Linked DNA regions of Mus musculus: region 1 is linked to region 2. The links are chromatin contacts, called in public promoter capture Hi-C maps. All regions are on one chromosome and are shown on one strand. Each heading gives the region's core, a stretch centred on a gene start, on an enhancer-like site or on the middle of the called end of the contact. The rest is flanking DNA. Distances are from core to core; before and after follow the strand shown.

Evidence for each region. Capture Hi-C pulls out chosen DNA fragments and counts their contacts.
Region 1: a contact with region 2 is called in a promoter capture Hi-C map of pancreatic islet. The contact joins two enhancer-like sites. A contact is called at or near these places in 4 of 484 Hi-C or Micro-C datasets (the C10 cell line, bone marrow-derived macrophages, granulocytes and 1 more), 1 of 115 datasets of contacts at active chromatin or transcription factors (extraembryonic endoderm stem cells) and 3 of 9 other capture datasets (adipose tissue, liver and pancreatic islet).

The regions. Positions count from the first base shown.
Region 1 is chr7:110,085,478-110,089,950 of GRCm38.p6, reverse strand. Zfp143 (zinc finger protein 143) reads right to left here. Exons shown (of 16, transcript NM_001374618.1): 12 at 3,611-3,838; 13 at 1,075-1,223. Among named protein-coding and RNA genes, the nearest start is that of Zfp143, 26 kb to the right of the region's middle. Within about 2 kb of position 1,805, at least 49 of the 459 cell types and tissues checked have an H3K27ac peak or open chromatin away from gene starts, as enhancers often do. A contact at or near this core is called in pancreatic islet, where this site is marked.
Region 2 is chr7:109,921,521-109,926,036 of GRCm38.p6, reverse strand. The region is part of intron 5 of Dennd5a (DENN/MADD domain containing 5A); the gene reads left to right. Among named protein-coding and RNA genes, the nearest start is that of Dennd5a, 37 kb to the left of the region's middle. Within about 2 kb of position 1,451, at least 27 of the 459 cell types and tissues checked have an H3K27ac peak or open chromatin away from gene starts, as enhancers often do. A contact at or near this core is called in pancreatic islet, where this site is marked.

The sequences.
Region 1 (4,473 bases), core at 556-3,055, 160 kb before region 2:
GGTCACATAGGCCCAAAACAGAGTTCTCCATGCTAACGAGGTACCTAGAGGCCTGGAGGGCTTAGCCAATAAGCTTCTCTTTCTAGACACTTCTCCCTGCAAAAGGTATTTAATCTCAGGCCCACCCTGAAAAGGAGGGTATGTTTTTTTTTTCTTTTAGATTTGTTTATTTTATTTATTAGTATACGGCAGCTGTCAGGACCTCTGGAAGAGCAGTCAGTGCTCTTAACCGCTGAGCCATCCTCTAGCCTGAGGCTATGGTTTTACGCATCCATTTCCACCATGACAACAAACTGTTCAGAACCATGGTCTCTTCTCATCAAGATCTGATGCGGGAAGGAAGCTGTGAAGAAGGCCTTCGTCTACAGAGCCACAGCCTAGTCTCCTGTAGACCTCTCTGCGCTCCCAGCCACAACTACCACCACGCCAGCCACTGCCAAGCCAAGGACTATCCCCACTCACCAACCCCATTCCTCCCCAGAGGTCCCCCACCCCCAACCAGCTCAGGCATTCCCACATCTCAGACACAGTGCATTTTCCCACCCCTGGAGAGGTGTCTCTACCTTCCCTACAAACTCTCCCATCATGGGATAAGCGAAGTGGCCATGCCCTTTGGCAGAGCCTAATAGCCCCACGTGGATGCAAATATCTTCTACTGTTATTACTTCAAATAGTTCTTCTCAGCAGACCACGGAAGATCTGTGGGAGATCTGCCACTGCTGAGAGCAGTAGTTCTCAACCTGTAGGTTTTGACCCCTTCAGGGTCAAATGACACTTTCATAGGGGTCGCCTAAGACTATTAGAAAGCACATATATTTACATTACAATTCAAAACAGTAGCAAAATTATGGTTATGAAGTAGCAACAAAAATAGCATTATGGTTGGGGCCACCAGAACATGAGGAGCTGTGTTAAAGGGTGGCAGCCTTAGGAAGGCTGAGGACTGCAGCTCTCGAGGCCTAAGTACAAACATCATGCTTCCCACTCAAGGGTCTCCTCCACAGGCACCCAGCCTGTCTTTCAATTCCTGGTGAAGAAAAGATTTCACTTCCTTGGCTGTTAGTAGATACTTACATGTTGAGTCCCATCCTGTGATATGAGTGTGACTTGTTGACTCAGCCCAGACTGGGTTACTGTGGCTACTTGTGTAGATACAATGTCCTCTCCATCTACACCTGTAACATATGTGATCTGGGACCCTTTAAGAACATCATCACCTTGACCTGTTTAAAATAAATGAATAATTTACTTGAACAACCAATCTATTTAGACAACACTAGGCCTGTCCTTCTAGCACTTGGGAAGAGGAAGCAGTTCAAGGGCTGCCTAGGTTACACAGGGAGTTCAAGGCCGATCTAGGTTGTACAAAACCTTGTCTCAAAAAAAAAAACAAACAAACAAACAAAAGAAAGCAAATAGTTTTATATTCTAAACCCTGAGAAAAGTTTCAGAACTTCTTAACAAGTCCATCTTCACATCTGCCAGGCCAGGCCAAACCAAATCACACCAAACCCAACCCAGCCCAACCCTGCCCATCAATGTCAAGTGTTCTGGTTTTGGAAGGCCTCTCCTTTACACTTAGCTGTGATGATTATGGGATGCTGTGCACATACGCACAGGGGACACAGAAGGGAAGAGCCATATACACAGACATTTGCCCTCTTGGCTCCTGAAGTCACTTAAGTCTCAGGAAGGTAATAAAAGAGTCTATAAGCATTAACCACAAAACCAGAATGGCTTGTACACAGTCTACCAACCTACTCAGTCTTTTACACACGTGACTGACAGCAATCTATTAGTACACAATGACATCATTGTGTAAAGACTACGCATGGCTATAAATGTAGTGACTATCTGGGCTGAGGTTAATCATTTCCTAAGTGACTAAACAAGAACTCCATCCAGTTCAGGTACATTTTTCTTCCACAAAAACCAGCACATGAATGACAATTTCAGCAGCAGAACTACTCGAGTGGGTGACTGGCCTCTCTCTCTCAATACTGGCTAACTCCCACGGAGCAAGGAAGAAAGGGAAACTTTACCTGTTCAAAGAAGAACTTAAGACTGTACTACTAATCTGAGAATTAGGATATGAAGGATTTCAGTGTCAGGTCTAACTATCATGTGTTCAGATGGCAGCAGTCACTGAGGTGTAATGTTCTTCCCTTTTTTCCCCCACAGTTATTTATACACCATTATTCCCAAAGATTATGTCAAAACCAGAGATTATGTCAGAGAAAGCACAGATCTGTATTTTTTGAAAAGTAATCATAGTTGGGTTTTTTGTTTGGTTTGTTTGCTTGTTTGTTTTTTTCCGGGGTTTCTCATGTGGCCCTGGCTGTCCTGGAACTCACTCTGTAGTCCAGGCTGGCCTGCTTCCGCATCCTGCATGCTAGGATAAAGGCAACACAACCACAGCCTGGCCAATCATTGCTTTTAAAATATACTGTATTATAGGCCATTTTACAGACTGAGAAAATCTCTTACAGTCTGAGATATCAACATATAAGGAGGAGAGTAAAGACATGCTGTGCAGGTCTTATAAATTACATTTGACATTATTAAAGTCTGCTTTTTTTCCCCCATGTGTAGTTGAGATGTGCATTCATGTCCATGCAGAGGCTGGGACTCCATGAGGAGTCTTCCTTGATAGCTTTCCACATCATTCATCAAGGCAGGATCTCTCAGCTGAACCCCAGAGCTCATGGATATGGCTAGCCTAGCAAGCCAGCACGCTCAGGGAGACTATGTCTGAATTCCAAGACTGGAATTACTGGTGAAATTCAACAGGCATTTGTGTGGGATCCTAACTCTGATCTTCACACTCGCTTGCACGGCACTCTAACAGTGGTGTCTTCTCCCAACCCCCAAAGCCTTTTTTTCTAATTAAAAGGATTTAGCAGTTGTTTCTTTCTTGTTGTGAATGAAAGCTTATACTCTCTACATAGGTGCAGTGGATCAGGCCTGTAAGCCCAGCATTTGAGAGGCTGTAGCAGGAAGACTACTCCAAATTCAAGGCTAGCCTGGGCTACGGAGTAAGCCTCTGCTGGAGGGTGGTGGAAGAAAGGGATGAGTTCTATATGCCTCCGGTGTGACTGCTTAGAGGCTTGTGGCTGGAGAGCAGTCTTGCACTGAATACATTTGAGCACGTGCTATTTCCCAAGTTTAATTATAAACTTAAATATTTCTGAACATTTCATTCAGGTGCTGAAAATGAGAAAAGTCTTTGCTTTCCTGGGAGGAACTGCCACACTGGCCAGGCTTTTTCCAGAGAGTCTCCAACTTGCTTTCCTCTCGTCAAGCACTGGGGGCTTTCCCATGTGCCAAACCTTCCTTTTATCTTCAAGTCCCCTTCTTCCCTTCCCTTCTCCCAGGCATTGCTTCTTTGCCTCCATCATCCCATCCACCTTTATAATCTTTCCAAGAACACAACATTTCTCCGGGAAGCCCTCTCTGCTTTCCCAGAGGATACAAGTTCTCCTTCTTCCACAATGCCGAGCACTGGTGTCTTTCTGCAGCACTTGTCATGACTATACAAATGAAACTGAAGGACTAGAGAAGACAGCATGGGTTATAAACTCACAACAGATATGATTGTTAAAGCACTCACCTGGGGGAGGCTCGAAGAAGGCTTCCTGCTCCTCCTCAATGGGCTCTGTGTCGTTGTGGGCTGTCCGTTTGTGCATGGCCAGTGTGGAAATCTGTTTGTACGTCTTCCCACAGTGGTTACAGTTGTATGGTTTAGAGTGAGTGTGAACGACATGGTGTTTATACAAACTGGAATATTCTGTAAACCGTTTGTCACACCCAGGAACTGTACAGACATATGGCTTTTCTCCTAAATGAAGAAGACATGCAAAAAGGTCAGTTTTTACATAGGTAGACAAAGTTACTCCACAGCTGAAGGGTGAGACTTTTAAAAATCAACAAGAGCACATGCTTAGCACTCATGACGCAGAACTCAATCCCTAGCAGAGGGAGTGTGTGTGCATCCTAAGATGAAAAGCACAGAAGAAAAATTCCCTATGGTTTTAACTTGGCTCAGAGGTTAAGGGTGCTTCATTTCCAGAGGACCAGAGTTCAGTTCTCAGCACCCGCGTAAGGCAGCTTCAAGCAACTGTAAGTTCATTTCCAGAAGACCAATACTGTTTTCTGGTCTACATGATTTCTACACTCCTGTCACATCCTTTCCCTCATATACATAATTAAAAAATATTATCTTTGTGAGGTATGTGGCACACGACCATAATCCCAGCACTTGGGAGACAGAGGCAGTTGGATCTCTGTGAGTTCAAGGGTAGCATAGTCCATAGAGTGTGTTCTAAGCCAGTATGGACTTCAGTGTGATTAAATACATGTGCCACCAGGCCTGAATTCATCTATTACTGAACCTGAAACTCACTGACTTGACCAGATTGGCTGACCTCCTGTCATTGCCTCCTCAAAGATAGGATAGCAGGCACATTTTGCTGT
Region 2 (4,516 bases), core at 202-2,701:
GTATCCTTGAAACACACTTTTCTGTTATTCTCAAAAGAACACATGTCCATAGTACATAAAACGAGCAGTAAAGGAAGCATGAGCTCACATTTTATCCCTCAGGTAATTTAGCATTTTAGTTGACATCTTTGGACTATAAGGGGTCTTTAAACTCCGCTGTTGGAGGGGAGTGTGACAGCAGGATGGAGGACCTTACTGTGGTTCTGTGCCAGGTAGCAGCAGGATACTGAGGTGGTAAGCCTGGAGTAGAAAGACACTTTCTGTAGAAGAGTGTTCATTTCTTAGACCCTCAAATTAGAATTCATCAGCTGCAGCCGTATCTTTGGCCATCAGAAGTCTGTAAAAAAGCCCTTTGTTCTTTTTAACACCAACACATGATCTCAGTGGCCTTGAGCAAATGAGAGCCTGAGCTGGTCTGGTGAGGCATCTTTTGTTTTGGCTTCTCTTTGGGGTTTCATTGTCTGAAGATGCAGCCATGTCAGAAAGTAAGCTTGAGAGCATTAGAGTGAGGGAAGGATGTTGTGATCATAAAAAGAGAAAGAACTATAAGAATATGTTCTGGTGGGGTGTGGGGGAGGGGATGCCCATGCTGAGGCATCCCTTCCCCCTGAGGGACCAGACACACCCCAGTAAAGTATAGAATAGAGTTTATTTAGGGCATGGAGAGGGGAGTTAAGAGAGTAGTAGAGGCAGAGAAAGGCAGAGAGAAGGAGAGAGTAGATAAGTGAAAGTCGGCTATGGAGAGAGGGAGGCAGGGAATGAGAAGGGGGACGAGGGGGCAAGAGGCAAGAGAGGCAAGAGTGTAAGAGTGAGAGGAGAGGCCAAGTGGCCCCTTTTATACTGGGCCAAGCCTACCTGGCTGTTGCCAGGTAACTGTGGGGCAGAGCATACCTGGCTGCTGCCAGGAACTGTGGGGGTGGAGTTTAGACAGAATACCAGCAAGGGGCTGTCCCTGTCTTCTCTGGGGACACTCTCAGTAGCTTTCCAGTAGGATCCTATGTGCTGAAGTGCCTCAGTGATGAACTCACAGAGGTACTGAGGGAGAACTGATTTGGCTTGGCATCTGAGGTTGGCAAAGGGCACTGTGGCCCTTTGAAGGAAGAGTTCAGGAGAGTTTTGGGATCTGGAGGATTCATGAGGAATACCTTAGACAGTGGCTGTCTTACCATGCTCCCTTTCATCATGGCAGAGGTGAGCAGAGAACTGATTGTTTGGCTTCAGTGTCTGCCACGTTTTGCATCTTCGCAAAAAAAAGTCACACAGGTGCCGCTGGCGATGCTTGCAGATTTGATCATAGGTTTATAAATTGCTTCAGCTGCCAGCCTGTGCTGAGAGGAAACAGCATGAGACTGTTTTATGAGCCTAGAAGTTAAATGGCCTCTTTTTTCATTTTGCCCTCTTACCCCTCCCTTTTTGGCCCTGTTGTGCAGAATGACGAGTGAAGAGGTCTACTTAGCGGTTCCTGTGTATCTTAGCCACCTCTGAAGTGTGTGCCTGAGCTGTGCTCCTCAGCCACCTCTCATCAGGGCATCCACAGAATTTGGGCTTGATAAAGTTCTTTATAGATGGGGCTGGAGAGATAGCTCAGTGGTGAAGAGCATTGGCTATTCTTCCATTCCTAGAACCCACATGGTGGTGCTAGTTCAGGGGATCTGATGCCCTCTTCTGACTTCCCCAGGTACCAAACACACTTATGATGCCCAGACATGCGTCCAGCCGTATGGGAAGAGGGGCAATGAAGAAAGCATCAAACGCGCCATCCATGATTAGAGGGAGGTTTTTATTGTGAATAAAAGAGAAAATAACCACAGCCTTGTGGAAGAGTCCAAACTAGAGAGAAAAAGAAGCAGACTAGACATGAAGGGCTAGGGAAGTAGGGCTAAGAGGGTGGTAGCAGAAAATATTGTGTTATAAGGAGGATGAGTAGCTGCAGGAGGGCTGAGGGTTTGGGGTGGTGGTGAGAAGGGTGGTGAGGGGCTTTGAAATGTGTGAAAGAGGTCTGAGTGAGGAGCCTGGAGGCTAGTGTGGACTTGGATATGCTGATAACTGCAGGCATAAGTCAATGGAGCCTCTTGTCCCATTTGCCAAAAGCAAGGGAAATGACTCCTTTGGCTGATTTGGAGCCTGTTTTACAAGTTCCTGAGGAATGCTGACTTTTATCTAACCACCGGAAATCCTCCTGTAGGAGCTGGAATTGGACTAAGGCTGGATATGTGTACTGCCTAAGACCTGACACAGGCAAAGCATCCGTACAGATTAAATAAATAAATAAGAATTCTTTATGGACACTCTCTATTTGACTCACAGCAGTGGGAGAGAAGCTACCAAGCATTATTGGGTGGATCTAGATATTTTAGTTGCTTTCCTGATTCTGGTTGGAAAAACTGCCCCCAACCCTCTTTTTAAAAGATGAGCCAAGGGGTAAGAGATGAAAATGTGTGCCTTTCATTTTGTCAGCTTTGTAAAGGACCCTTGACTAGATGAGTTGATTTTGTTTTGATTTTCTTTTTTGATGGCTTGGCCTAAGAGCATTAATAATGTTAAAAAAAGTAGTCTATTTTTAGGTTATAAATATTTGTTGGCCTTTAATTAGGCAGAGTCAACATTATCTAGTTGGAGGAACTCAGAAGTAAGGTTTAAAGTGGTTCTTCTTAGTTTTTGGATGTTTGAGATGGAAAGCTTTCTTTTATCGTCACAGGTTGGAAGGGTGATTGATGCACTCAGCATAAACGATGCAGGGTCCGTTCAAAATGCAGCTGTAGGAGATGAGTTTTATGGATTGACTGTGTTAGCGAGCTTATGTTATCCTCTGCCTGCTTCTTTTAGAACGTAAAGGCTATTGAGACAAGGTTAAACTTGTGTGTCACTGGGACATCATTTGGCATATTGGAACAATGTCTTGCTGAAGGAAGGACCCTTATCTGATGCTATAAGGAAACCTGTTTCACATAGATTAAAAGTTAAATGAGGGGGAGCAGTGAGGCAGCTCAGTTGGTAAAGGTGTTTGCCAACAAACCTGACAATCTGAGTTACATTCTTGGAACCCACCTGGTGGAAAGAAAGAGCCTACTCCTGAATATTGTCTTTAATTTCGTTCGTGCACACACACTCAGTCACAAACACATGTAAATGTCCTATAGAAATATTTGACATCATAATTCTCAAAACCAATACTAGCAGGTATCTCTTTTATATAACTGAGAGAGACATACTCTTAACCTTTAGTAATCTGTTGGAGTGAAGGCCATGCTACATGTCTTGTAAGGACAGATTAATAAAATAAGCATGATCTTCTAATTTATAGTGCAAGAAAATTAACAAGAACAAGGATTTTAAAGTATTAAATTGATCAAGCAAGACCTAAATATAAGCCAAGGTGATAGTGAGCAGTTTTAGCATATGACTGGGGTCAAACTGGGTTCAAATCCCAGTGTTATCAAGTAGTGATCGTAGGCATATGCTTGGCCTGTATCACATTTTTAAATTAATTAATTAATTAATTAATAAGGATGGGTTTTTACCTACATATATATGTATGTCTCTGTGCCTGGTGTCCATGGAGGCAGAAGAGGACAGTGGGTCTGCTGGAGCTGGAGTTATAGACAGTTGGGAGAGGCCATGTGGATGCTGGAAACTGAACTTGGGTCCTCTGGCAGAGAGCTGCCAGTGGTTTTGTCGGCTAAGTCATTTCTCTGGCTCCTGTCTCTGGGTGTTTTGTCTTGTTTTGTTTTAAAGTTTATCTTTTCAGGTTAGTCCAAGACTGCCTGAACTCTGTAGCTCTATGCTAGCCTGAAACTCTTAGTGGTTCTCCTGCCTCGGTTTCCCCAAGTACTGTGATTATAGCCATGCATATCTTCTTTAGTCAGTTTCATCTGTAAAATAAGACTGGATGGTGACAAGTCCAGCCATTACTCTGAGTGCTGACTACTTCTGAGCCTGAGCAAGCACTGTAACAGTCAAATCTTTTTTTTTTTTTTTTTTAAGATTTATTTATTGCTATATGTAAGTTCACTGTAGCTGTCCTCAGACACACCAGAAGAGGGCGTCAGATCTCATTATGGATGGTTGTGAGCCACCATGTGGTTGCTGGGATTTGAACTCAGGACCTTCGGAAGAGCAGTCAGTTCTCTTAACCGCTGAGCCATCTCTCCAGCCCGTAACAGTCAAATCTTGAGAATTAGGAGTGAAGCCTAGAAGGGGTGAACACAAGTGCTCAGCACTGATGCCAGACTTTGACACTTCTCACGAACCGGAATCCATTGATTTGTGAAGCTTTTGAATGCCACTGCCATCTTGGTTTCACAAGTACTTTTAGCTATTTCCCCTAGCATTTAATTCTGGGGAAAGAGCCATGTTTCTAAGGTTTTATTTTAGAAAGCAGGAGGGAGCTTGGGTGGAGGGACTGTCTCGTTGCCTGCCCCATCTTTACTCCGCACCTCACATCTGTCAGTTGATCACCCCTTGTCCTTTCTAAAACCTCTCTCTCTGGGCTCCACTTGTTTACACCTCCTGTTTT